Regions from separate parts of the Anser cygnoides genome. Here region 2 is linked to region 1. The links are chromatin contacts, called in public Hi-C maps. All regions are on one chromosome and are shown on one strand. Each heading gives the region's core, a stretch centred on a gene start, on an enhancer-like site or on the middle of the called end of the contact. The rest is flanking DNA. Distances are from core to core; before and after follow the strand shown. Region 1 holds the start of FAHD1 (fumarylacetoacetate hydrolase domain containing 1). Region 2 holds the start of EPN2 (epsin 2).

Region 1 (6,594 bases), core at 3,569-6,068:
ATGCAAGGATGAACTGTCACCGCTGGCGCCTTTCTTGTTTACTCCTGTCCTCACATCTGCACGCTGAATCCAGGCCCACCGGGACACCCAGGGACCCGTGTCCCTGCACAGTCGGTATCCTGGTGTCAGACAGACCGAGGGGCACTGCCTGAGCTCTGATCCTCCCCTCACACCTAAGCTCCTGACTAGAGAAATCTGATCCAGGAGAGAAACAATTATTAACTGCTTGTGCTAACGCGGAGGAAAGGGGGATCCCACTACAGCAGATGAAGTTACCAGTGATGGTGTGTGGTCAGGACAGTGGTCAGCTTCACGCCATGCTTTTTGACTGCATCCAAAACCTGCAGACAGAGGCATGAGGAGAGCATTAGAACTCACACGAGGCAGCTTAACAGCACACCTGGTACCTGTGTGCAACCACTACCGGGTTTGAGAGCCACACCTGCATGCAAACACCCCAGCAACTCCGCAGAGGGCCCATCCCTCTTCAGGGAGTCGTTACAGATCAGGACACAAGGTCTCTGATCCTGCCAGGCTCAGTCCCATTTCCTCTTTTCTGCATAAGAGCAAACTAGGGGAGGGAACAAAATCGGGTCAGTAACTCTTGAAGTCAGGGAGAAGCTGTCTGTGCTCAGAAGCTCGGTGAAGCTTTATCTGTACATAGGAGAGGCCAGCATTTCCTGCCTTTCCCCAAGCCTGAGTCAGCCCGTGACTAACTCCCTCGTGTACGTGGCAGCCTGGAAGCACCTCCCAGGGAAGCAGCCCGCTCCTGGGGGCAGCAGACGGCATTACCTTCTGGGGCTGCACGGGATCAACTATTGCGGCCTCCTTCGTCTCCTCATCGATGAGGAGGTACATGTAGTTGTCTGTGAGAGCCGGGAGGAGCTCCACCTTCATGTCGGCTTGCGTGACCGTCTTCGACTTCCTCTGCTCGTGCTCTGTGTGCAGGAAGACAGCTCGCAGCCACACGGGACCTGGGGAGCCAAAAACAGCCAGACCTCAGGAGGGGAACGAGGGGGACACAGCACAGCAGGTCCTGCAGCCAGGGAGAAGGGCATGCACAGCCCAACCTGCCTCCTTCAGAGGAAGAGGAGAGCGGCTACCACGGGACAAAGCGTTAGTGCCTGGCTGTGTCACCCTGTGCCCCGCGGCATGGGAGGATCTTGGTGCTCTGCAGCTTCACAGAAGAGGGATGGGACTCTGCTCCTGGGGATGTACTCATGCAGGCAAAGCACTGTACCTCGACTGGAGAGATTTCAAGGGGCAGGAAAGCAGAACAGAGAGGGAGCGCTTGGACAAAGGTCAGCCGGGGACCATGACTTTGCAAAAAAAAAAAAAAAACAAACACAAAATGCCATGTTACAACCAAAAGGGGAAAAAAAAAAAAGGAGAAATATAGACACTGTTAGAACAGAAATACGTGGTGCATTAATTGGGGAAATCACTTCTTACGTAGCGCTACAGAGAGAGGGGAGGTACATGGAGGGCCAGGCTCCCTGTCTGGCAGATACCAGGCATGCACTGCAGGAAGGGTTCTCACTCACGGGCTACCTTGATGCAACAGCAGTGCTTCCCTATTTGCTTTTGGTTAAATGTTTAATCAGATCCAAGTAGTAAATCTGATTCCAGATGCAAATAACCTGTGCTCCATTTTTCCCCACTCTTTAACTCACAGATGCACAGTTCTTAAAGAAACAACCGAGTCATAAGAAGCTCTGACATAAAAAAAAGGAAGGAAAACAAAGACAACAAGGCCTTCCACTGCCAGCAATCCACAACCCAGGCCTGGGTCCATGCACATGCAGGGCGAGAGGCACGAGCCTCTACAAATCACACACCAGTTGTCTTTAACACCCAAGGCCCTCGCATGCCACTGAAGGTGCCTGCATTGCTCCGAATCGGGCTGGCTCAGCTCCTGGTTCATTTTGCACCACTGCCTCCAGCCCAACGCTTGGTGCTCAGTAACCTCCACGGGTGCCAAAGGGAGGGGTCACCATGCTCTAATCGGCCTGGCCCACTCTCGAAACAGGTCGGTCCTGATAAGAGGCAGCTTCAGGGAGCTGAGGCCCTGCAGGCTGCCTGCAGCCCACCCGGAGCTCCGGAGGCTGACGGACAAACAGCGCTGCAAGGCCAGGACCAAAGCTCCCAGCTGTGCGTGCCGCTGCAAAGCCAGGCACAGGGGTGGCAGCACCCCCAGGGCCCCTCCAGTACCACTGCCCTGGAACATCTTCCCCTTCTGCATCCACTACCTCACCTGCTTGTACTGGAAAGGAGGCATGGAGGGGAGATGGTAGTAAAATTAAATGCAAAAAAAAAATAATCCCAAGGCACAACAGTGTAGGCATGCTCTGGGTATTTGATATGGAAGGCACACAGTGTTAAAGAAAGCATCCATACCTGCCAAGTGGTCCTTAGGAGCAGAAAAGTCCTTTCAAAAAAAAAAAAAAAAAGAACAGAATAACAAATCCTTACTATTCCTTGATAGGAAAAAAAAAAAATTGCTCCTCAACTGCTCTAGCATAACATGGAGCGCTTTTCCTTTGGATGTAATCACTCACAAGAGCTACGTTTACTGTATGTTTGTTTGCACAGTAGATGCCAACTGGAAAATAAAAAAAAAAAAATCAAAAGAAAACACAACCCTAGCTTGAACTCAAAGGAATTATTCACATAGTTAAAATGCTTTCTTCCTATGAACCGTTTTTAACCTTGGCCGTGATCCTGAAGACTCTTTGCATGTTTAGCTCACAATTCGTGCACAACAAACAAACAAACTACACCACATACGGAAACGTTTTCTGAGATGCGATTTGAACAAAGGAAGGAGAAAGCATCCATGCAACGTGAAACTCATTCTGATCCCCATCTGCAGCTGAGCTGCACCTCTGCAGCCTGCCCGTCGGACGAGCAGACCAAAAGCCCTCACGCACACCCAGCACCGCTCGGAGGAGAGGAGCAGGCTCAGCCCCGGCTCTGCTCACGCCAGACCCCCAGGCAGTTCCTAACCCCTGCCCTGGCCCTGCACCTAACGAAACGCTCTCGTTTCGAGATCACTGTGCTGCGCGCAGGGCTACTCCAAAATCAAGGTCCGGTAATTTCATTTTCGCTCGTTCTGCGCCACATCCCCGCTGGCTCGATGCCTGAAGCAGAGGTGACAGGGGCTCGCGGAGCAGCAGAGGCCTCTGGATCGCACGCTTGGTGTTGCGGAACGGCTCGTCAGCGCGGCCCGACTCGCCGAGAGGAAGGGTTCGCACATGGGAAGCATTAATGTTACCGCATGCACGCTCGAGGTTAGGGGCAAGCAGGCAGCAGCGCAGTTTAATAATAGGTTACTGCAGCGAAGGGGTGCTTTATACATTTTCTCCACGGTATTTTTGTTTTACTCTTTTTTTAATTACAGCAAAGAGTGGAAAATTGCTCTTTCAAATGTAGCTGTCACAGACACGAAAGTGACCGCCCATGCATCCCCAGACGTACATCCCTGCGTTGCCACATAATTAGAAACACCACGTTCACTTTTTTTTATGTGCTCTGCACGCAGATATTTTTGGACACCGGGCGAGCCCGTGTTGGCTGCACACCCCCGGGGAACGGCGGCTCGCCTTGCCCCTGCTCCCCGCCAGCAGCCAGCCCGGGGACCCGTGCACACCCTGCAGTGGGGAAATTCGGTCTGCCAGCCCCTCGGTTTGCTTGTTCCCAAGATAGCATCAGGGTTTCCAAGCCGGGCAGTAACTCCCAAGGATTTTTGCTCACGAAGGCCAGGTCTTAAAGCTGGAGTGATGCAAAAGGCCTCTGGCAAGACTCGCCCGAGACACTGTCAAGCCCCAGCCCAAGCTCCAGTTCAAAGAGACGCTTTCAGAATTCAGGCCGCAAATTTAAATGCACAGCCCAGGCTTTTTTTTTTTTTTTTTTTTTTAAAAAACGTTACCGATACAATTTCGCGTTGAGCTCAGGTTAAAATTCCAGCTCCCAGCCCGCTGTCCCCCAGAGCCATAACCAGCACCCGTGGCAGTCCAGAAACTCCAGGAGCCCTGAGATCAGTTATCAGTGGGGAGAAGAAAAAAAAGAAAAAAAAGAAAAAAAACAAAAAGAAAACCAACCACCACCAGAGACAGGCTCCAGCTAAGCAGATACTGACCTACTTGGGGCTGTGAGTCAGCTTAAAAAGCTCTGCGCACCCCTGAGTGGGCAAAGGAGAAGAGAAACCATCGTCAAACTCGGCAGCTCGCCGGGGCTGGGGGGGGTCCGCAGGCGCCCACGTCCCCCCGGGGCCGGCTGCGGGGCCGCTGCGCCCCCCAGGCCGCCAGCCCAGCCCCGGAGCAAGGGGGACCCCCCCCGGAGGAAGGGACCCCCGGGAGTAAGGGGACCCCCCCGAGCAAGGGGAACCCCCCGGAGGCAGGGGGACCCCCCGGCCGCCCCCCTCCCGAGGGCAGCCCCCGGCCGCCCCCCGCTCCGTGCCCGCCGGGGCAGGTGGGCTCCGGGCGAGCCTCCCTCCCCACGTACCGGCTCGGAGCAGGGCCCCAGCTCGCAGGGCGGTGCCGAGGCTCCGCCAGCCCCCGCCGCGCATGGTGCAGGCCCGGCCCGGTTACCTTCGCTCCCCGCCCCGGGAGGCGGCGGCGGCGGCGGCAGCCCCGGCCCCGGCCCCGGCCCCGGCGTACAACGGGGGCGGCGCTGCTCCCACCCGGCCGCCGCCCGCCTCCTCCTTGCACGCCCGGGCCAGGCCCTTTTTTTTTTTTTTTTTTTCCTTTTTTTTTTCCCCAACCGAGCCGTTTGCCAACCCCCGTGGAGGGGCTGGGTAAGGAGGCGGGGGGGGGGGGGGTAGGCGGCCTGTCCTTGGGAGGGAGCAGGCAGGGGAAGGAAGGAAGGAAGGAAGGAAGGAAGGAAGGAAGGAAGGAGGGAGGTCGGAGCTCGCCGTTGCAGGCAGGGTTTGCGCCTCCGGGCCCGGCAAGGACACCCCAAGGGCATCCCGGTGAAGGAGCCGCCGAGCCCATGGCCTCCTCCCGGCCCCTGGCCCGCTTCTGGGAGTGGGGCAGGAACATCGTGTGCGTGGGGCGCAACTACGCCGAGCACGCCAAGGAGATGGGGAGCGCGCCGCCCTCAGAGCCCCTCTTCTTCCTCAAGCCCTCCTCCGCCTACCTGCGGGAAGGATCCCCCATTCTCCGGCCTTACTACTGCGACAGCCTGCACCACGAAGTGGAGCTGGGGGTGGTGATCGGGAAGAGAGCCCAGGCCGTGACCCAGCAGGCTGCTATGGAGCATGTGGCAGGCTACGCCCTGTGCTTGGACATGACCGCCAGGGACACCCAGGAAGAGTGTAAAAAGAAGGGTTTGCCCTGGACCTTGGCCAAGGCCTTCAACACGTCCTGCCCGGTCAGTGAATTTGTGCCCAAGGAGAAGATCCCGGACCCTCACAAGCTGAAGATCTGGCTCAAGGTGAATGGAAAGCTGAGGCAGGAGGGGGAGACCTCCTCTATGATCTTCTCCATCCCCTACCTGATCAGCTACATCAGCGAAATTGTCACCCTGGAAGAAGGGGATTTGATTCTGACGGGGACTCCCGAAGGAGTTGGGTCTGTGCAAGTAAACGATGAGATAGAGGCTGGGATAAGCGACATCCTGACCATGCGGTTCAAGGTGGCACAGCAAACGCGGCGGTCCTAACCGAGAGCCCGGCTGGGACCCCTGTCTGTGTAGGAAAAGGCCTTTTGGGGAGTATCTGGTGAACGAAGAGACACACAAACTGTCCCGTGAATTAAATTTATATGGCCTAAGCATCTACTGGACTGTCAGTTGTCAAGGACACGTAGCGCATGAGCTCTGAAGACCTTTGGCCAAAACAACCCCATTTCCATGGAGGTTTCAGCCTCCTCCGAGGCTGTACAGCGGAGGCCAGGCCAGGAGTCCAACCCAGCGTGGGGCAGCTGGTTAATACCTAAACGGTACCTTGGAACTTTCTGTGCAGACTGTGCTGGGAGATGAACACAGGGCAGGAAATGCAGCAGCAAGACTCTCACTGTGTGTGTGCGCCCTTCTGTTCTATATATTGCCTTAAAATAAAAAATAAAAAGTGAAACATTAAAATGGTGATGTATGGAAAGTGCTCTGGGATCCTGGTAAGGACTGCAGCTCTCCCCTTGGTACCTGCTTGTTAGCAGGAAGGCTTCCATGTCCTGGCTCCCAGGTCTCCCATATACTTGGCTTCCTTGCACAGAGGTATTGAAGCAGCAAAAACGTACGTACACAACGAGAAATAAAAGTTTAACCTGAGGACTGGAATCCACCCAGGGTGTGAAGCTACATGCCCTGGCAGCTGTCAAGGTGGGGTCTTCGCAGCTTGGTGCTCCAAGAGCTGGCTCATGGGCAACAAAACAGCAGTCAGAGGTGCTCTGCACCTGGGTGCTGTGGCCCATCATCACTGGGGAGCTGCAACAAAAAGAGCTGTGATGAAACGTGGAAAAGCCTATGGGGAAAGGTGCCTTTGCAAAGCACTGCATATGTTTTCATCATTACAGTGAATAATCTATAAACCCATAGATATCTAGGGTTTTAATTAGTCCCTTAGTAGGCCACCACTTTGAAAGTAACGCTTGGGCA
Region 2 (6,122 bases), core at 2,582-5,081, 980 kb before region 1:
CTTCCCTATTCATCTTCCTGATTTTGCTCTTTGTAACTCTACTTATTTAAAATGTAGATGATGTTTAAAGAAAATAATCTAAACCAAACTAGATCTGATAGGAAATAAACTTATTTCGGTCCTCCTCGGCTTTTAGACAAACCCTATAGATGTGGTGTGGCTGCTGACCCTGTGGATCCATGCATCCAGTTAAAGCAGACACCAGTGTAACTCAGACTTTGCATATTTCAGCTAAAGATTCACGACTCCAGGAGGGAATAATCTGAGGTGAACATCGCTTCGTATAAATCTGAATATATTCCATATCACTGTCAGCAATATGCAGATGGCTCAGAAAATTTAGAAGAGAGACTGTGCTTGCTGAGAAATGTCTTGCTTCTTTGGCTCTGAGGCCAATAATGACTGCATTTGCCCATATTCTCATTTAGTTAGCAGATTTCCAAGACTGGGTGCTAAAGGACTCGAGTCCTTATTTTACCCCATGCAGGAGCTTCTGACTTCCTAGGGATGCTGAGAAATGCAGGCTCCCACTGGAATCAGTACGAGCGGAGGGTGCCCAACCTCCTGATACATCAAGCAGGTTCTTGCTTGGCTGCTTAATAACGAGTTAAATGCCGAACATTAAACACCTTCATTAGATGATGCTAGTCTATTTTTGAATTGATTCCTTTGAAGACCTATAGGTTAGGAGTGGGAAGGGAAATTGGTAATGGAGCAAAAATGACTGTGATTTAGAGATTGAATTGCATGCAGCTAGAGCCATGCATCAGGATAATGAGATTCAGTCTTGTTTGGTTACAAGCACTGGAGACAGAAGCAGAAAATGTGATCCTCCAAGCCAGCTCTCAGGAAATGAGAAACAATAGAGTGAGGAAATCAAATTTCAAACTGCAGGGATATATTTATCGAGTTTTCCTTAGAATTTTTTTGCAGAGCTTTTTGGCATTCTCCGTGCAGCTTTTTTTCTGTATTTTTTTTCGGTCAGCCGACATATGGCTGGAGGATTAGATCACTGTAAAGCACTGTTGTTTGTGACCTATTTGTTAATGCGGGGCTGGGGTCACCGAGAAGAGACGAATGTACTTGTCATTGTTCAGTGCTTCTCAAGTGCTGTTCCTGTTGTCAGTCACACTGTGGCCAGACATTTGGAACAAACTCATTAGCTAATTAGTGGTGTGCTCAGCCCCACGTGGCGGCAGTTGCTGTGTGGGCGATATTCACATTATGGCTGTGGAACAGGCCCTCCTGGGGCTTCCTGGCAGCCGCTCTTTGCTAGGTTAGCTAGGAGGGCAGCCGTGGCCGGGCAGAGCTGGGAGAGGCTGCGTCTGCCTCGTCTCTGCTGGAAGAGTCTCCTGCATACCGGGCATCGCGCTGCAGCCCCTCTTGTTATCCTTGTGCTCATTGTGGCATGGAGGCCCCTTTACTCCCACTCGTGGGGTTCGCTGCCTCCATCTGCCTTCTCCATGCGGACTGCTCTGCTGCCGAAGCAGTTACTGGGGAGACGCCATGGTTATCGGCTTCTGATGCTGAACTCGTGTTGCAATAATGGCCTTGAACTCTGGCTCTGCCAACACAACTGAAACGTGCTGTGAACAACCTGATAGAGTGTCACGGGTCAACATCCAAGGCGTGGTACAGCCTGTTCAGAGGACAGAACTGGGAAGGAACGTTTGCTACGCTAGCACCTGGGTTTAAACTCACAGGACAAGTAGCAGTGACCTGCTGTGGCTGATATGCAAGAAGGGCCATAGATCCACTGCAGAGAGTCTGTGCCCACTGTGGGTGTCCTCAGGAGACCGCCAGAAGGGATCGTCCCACTGCGGCCTGGGCAAATCTCTCCTGGTGCAGCTGTATTGATTTGGGCAACACGGCCAGCCTAGCACAAACACCGTGATTTAAGGTGTTAACACAAGTGTAATAAAAAAGAGCTTAGTTTTACTTGGGTGGCTTGTTTTGCCCACGCTGAGTGACTTGATCTGGTTGATAGAAAATAGTCTTGTTGATACAGGTGTGCCAGCTGTAGGAGTTCTTTGCTGGGTTCGTTTATTTGTACATTTGCACTGTAGACAGAACGCAAGAAACGCCTGGGATGGAGCTGGAAGCGGAGAAGAAGCTCCCACCTGTTTCTGAGAGTTGTCTGTCCAGACCTGGGAGGCAGGTAGGCAGGAGAGAAGGCAGCAGGAACACTCTTATTCTGCACATTTTATTTTAAACAAGAGCTTTTTTCTTGTTCTTTAGAGCTGTCAGCACCTAATCATTAGGATTAATGAACACGCACAGAAACATTAGGTTTCCACCATTGCTGCTTTTTCTAAAGACAAAAAGGGAGAAGTATTCTTTCAGCTCCTGCTGATAGCGTCAGATGCTTGCAGATGCTTTATTTTTTCACCCCGAATTTCATTCTGCTTAGCTCTCCTAGCTCAAGGTTAACAGCTAAGCCACTGTTGCAGCTAGCTGCAGAAGACTTGGCTTCCCAGCTACCAGATGGTATTCAAAGCATTTGGACTTGCAGCATTTCTAAAACAAGTTCCTTTTAATGCAGCTTACTCTGCTTTGCTGCAGTCCATGTTCTTCAGTATTTAAACCTCGATCCTTCTCAGATTGAGGTCAGTGGGAATTTTGCTACCAGCTCCGAGGGAAGAAGGGCTGGGCTGTAAGTTTGGAGTGCGTGGCCTGGCCTTCCTCTCATTTGAAAAGCACAGCCGTATGCGCTGGATTCTGCTCTGTTTCCCTTTGTCTTATTGTGCTTTAATAAGGCAAGATTCCTCAGGAATTTGGGTTTTAAATGACCAGTAGTGCTACCTGGAGCCAGCCGCGCTAATATGAGTCCTGCTAGCCAGCTTCCCTCCTGACCTGCACCGACCCTCGCTGTCTCCAGAACAGCCACGTCCCGTTTCCTCGAATTGTCTCACGGTTTTATGATGGGAACAAACACTCAGAGAACCACGAGGAGACCTCTCCCAACCTATGATCCGGGGCACTGCTTTGGTCATTGCTCCCAAATGAAAAGAAGGCGAGCTGCAGACTGCCCGGCTCCTCCTGCCACGCTCCCACCACCGCAGCGCAGCTCCCCTTGGCGTGACCACCGAGGTCTTCCTGCAGCTCCGTTAACACACACTCCCCACCGCCACCCAGAATCATCCCTAAATGCCAAAATGACTTTTTTATTTTTCATCCCATCGTGAGGGGGGATGACTCAGAAGTGTCCCTAAATGCCAAAGTGCCATCCTTTTGCATCCCATGAGGGGGGATGACCCAGAAGTGTCCCTAAATGCCAAAACGCCATCGTTTTGCATCCCAACCTGAGGGGGAATGACCCAGAAGCATCCCTAAATGCCAAAGTGCCATTATTTTGCACCTCATCGTGAGGGGGGCACGACCCAGAACCATCCCTAAATGCCCAAATGCCATCATTTTGCACCCCATCCTGAGGGGGGGGACGAGGGGAGCGCGGTGCCCCAGGGGCGGCGGGCAGCGATGGCGGTCCCTTGGGGGCCCGGCCGCCTCCTGAGGAGAAGGAAATGTCCGCCCTCGAGGCAGGGGGGTCGCGGCCTGAGGGCGGGCCGGGCCGGGCCGTGAGGAGAGGGCGCTGCGGGGCGGCCCGCCATGGCCGGCTGAGGGGAGAGGAGGGCGAGGAGGGCGATGAAGGAGAGGAGCGTGAGGAAGTAGAGGCCCCACAGCAGGCAGCGGGGACCTGCAGCGCAGCCCCTACCCCCCTCATTTATCCCCTTTCCCCTTCCCCCGCTCCTCTCCCCGCCGCGCGCGGCCCGGTGCCGCGCCTCGGGGCCGCGCTCGGCCGCCGGTTCCGCCTCCTCCGCCGCCCCCCCCACCCCCCCGGCCGCCGCCATGTTGGATGGTGCGTGTGGGTGTCAAACCCAGCCAGAGGCGGCGGCGGCGGCGGCGGCGGCCGGGCACCGGGACATCGCGACACCGCCACATCGCGACACCGCAGCCCCTTCCCCGCTCCCCCCCCCTCAGCACGCAGCGCCAGGTCAGTGCGGGAGCCGCGGGGTGCGCGCGGGGGGCGGCGGAGGAAGCCCCCCGTTTTTCCTCCCCTCCTCTCCCACCCCTCCGTTTCCCCCCTCTCCCCGGAGCCTTCTCCCCTTCAGCCGCGGGGAACCGGGGCTGGGGGGTGGGTTGGGGTGCGGGCAGGGCCCCCCCCACCCCCTCTCTCAGGGGCTGCGGGGCCTCCCCGCGGCGGGGAGCGGGGCCCGGCGGCGGGGTTAGGGCCGGGCCGGGCCCTGCCGGGGGTGGGCGGCTGGGGAGGGGCCCGTCCGTCCGTCCGGGGGTGTCCGGGGGGGGGTGGCGGCGGCGCTGGCAGCCCCCCGCGGGGCCGGGGCGGCCTTTGTTGTCTCCATTAGGTCGCTAGCAACAGTTCCTGGCCATCATGGCAGCCCCGGCTGCGAGCAGGAGGCACTGCCAGGAGCTGCCGGGAAAGGTGACTGCGCCCCGGGGCCGCCCCCGGGCCGGGAACGCTGTGGGGGAACCGTTGGGGGGGGGGGGGGGACCGACCCCAAAACCCCCAGACCCCAAAAACTCCGACCCCCCAAGACCCAGCCCCCTCAGCCCCGCTCCCCCCCTCTCGGCCCCGCATCCCCCTGAGGGGCGCCGAGCCCGGGTTCACCAACGCATGCGGAATGCTGCTCTCATGTATTTTATTTTTTTAAATCCATTTGAGATTTTCCTTTTTTTTTTTTTTCTTCCCCCCCTCTCTTCTTAACGCCCTGCCCGCGCTAGATCCGATGCTACGGATCGGTCTCGAGCACTTAGCGTGCCGTATTAATCGGTATCGCAGCTGTGAATTGTATTTGCACGGGGATTATTGCAGGCTGCCAACAATGAGCCGTGCCGATTTTAAAGCTGCGAGGCGTATCGATAGCAGATATTTGGTCTCGATTTTATTTGGCCAAGGGGCGTGTAACGCTCCCCCCCCCCCCAACCCCCTTTCCCCTTCCTTATCGCTGATCTGGAGAGAGCTGAGTTGTATTTAAAATCCCCACGAATTGGACGTGCTGCTTTTTGGTATTTTTTTTTTTAAGCAAATGCCCCGAATCCTACGTTTTCACCGGGAGATGCAGAGTACTTGTTCTGACTGCTAAGCCATGTTGCGGGTGTTGCAGGCTGTGGAGACTGACTTTAGGAGTTCAAAATGCAAATCAGGCCACAAGGTTCAGTTTTATTATTCTCTCCACTGTAATACATATTTTATGGTAATATGGAACTCTTGCATAATTCTGTATTGCTGTGTTTTATGCAAGACAAGGTCAGAGAAAACTGGATTGCTAAGGTTTAAAATACAAGATGTTAGAGCGATTTTTAATTAAAATACAAATACATCATAACGATATCTTCAGCAAAATAGGGCCTGTTTAGGAAGTGCTTCTAAATATGTTTGTCTTGGCTGATTCCCAGATACATTATTTCCAAAGAGGCTCACGTATAGTGTTTCATTGTGAAGAATCACAACTTCTGATAAATTTTCTCTTGCAAACTCGGGGTCACGGTAAACTAGCTAGACAGAGTTTTAAAGATAATCTGCCGTATATTAAATATTTAACCACGTTATCAAAAATTACCGAGTACAAATTAACCATGAGTGTGCATTCCTGAAGACGGATTCTGATAAGGCTGAGCTGACGGCAAGTTATACTTCAGGAAGTTTGACTTGCTGCTGCTGATTGCAACTTCCTTGATGTCATAAAGCAACTATGCGGCATCATCCTGCCGTGACGACGGTTCTCCTACGCGGCAGCCTGGGTTAGCAGACTTCTCTGTGTGCTGACAGCTGAAAAATAACGCCCGCCGTTAAGAAATGAAGATTCTTGCAGGCTGGACCTCTCTGTTTAGGAAGAAGGGAAAAAAAAAAAAAAGAGGAAAAAAAAAAAAGACCTGTTCCTTAGGTAGGAGGTGGATAGCTTTGGGTGATAATTGGGAAATAAAAGGCTTATCTAGAAGTTGCCTTGTTGTCCTGTACTAGTAGGAGAGCCCTGATCTGAGCCCTGGCTGTCAGGTGCCCCGGATGGTAGTGCTCGTGGTGTTTTTCACGTCCATTATTCTTACAGTCACTTTTAATGAATAGTTGACAAACATCTGGTGTCCAGTGCAAGCTGTATAATGCAATG

What was found. A called contact is a pair of places that touch in the nucleus more often than the background predicts.
Region 2: a Hi-C map of liver shows a contact between it and region 1, with 2.0 times the contacts expected there. The contact joins the promoter of EPN2 here to the promoter of FAHD1 in region 1. A contact is called at or near these places in 2 of 7 Hi-C or Micro-C datasets (both in liver).

The regions. Positions count from the first base shown.
Region 1 is chr15:1,844,368-1,850,961 of Taihu_goose_T2T_genome, reverse strand. It overlaps FAHD1 (fumarylacetoacetate hydrolase domain containing 1), which reads left to right and starts at 4,818. Exons shown (of 1, transcript XM_013174962.3): 1 at 4,818-6,081. The coding sequence starts at 4,990. The coding sequence ends at 5,661. HAGH (hydroxyacylglutathione hydrolase) reads right to left here and starts at 5,155. Exons shown (of 11, transcript XM_066977548.1): 1 at 5,137-5,155; 2 at 4,139-4,180; 3 at 2,398-2,428; 4 at 793-974; 5 at 277-341. The coding sequence starts at 897.
Region 2 is chr15:2,827,501-2,833,622 of Taihu_goose_T2T_genome, reverse strand. EPN2 (epsin 2) reads left to right here and starts at 3,831. Exons shown (of 8, transcript XM_066977750.1): 1 at 3,831-3,991.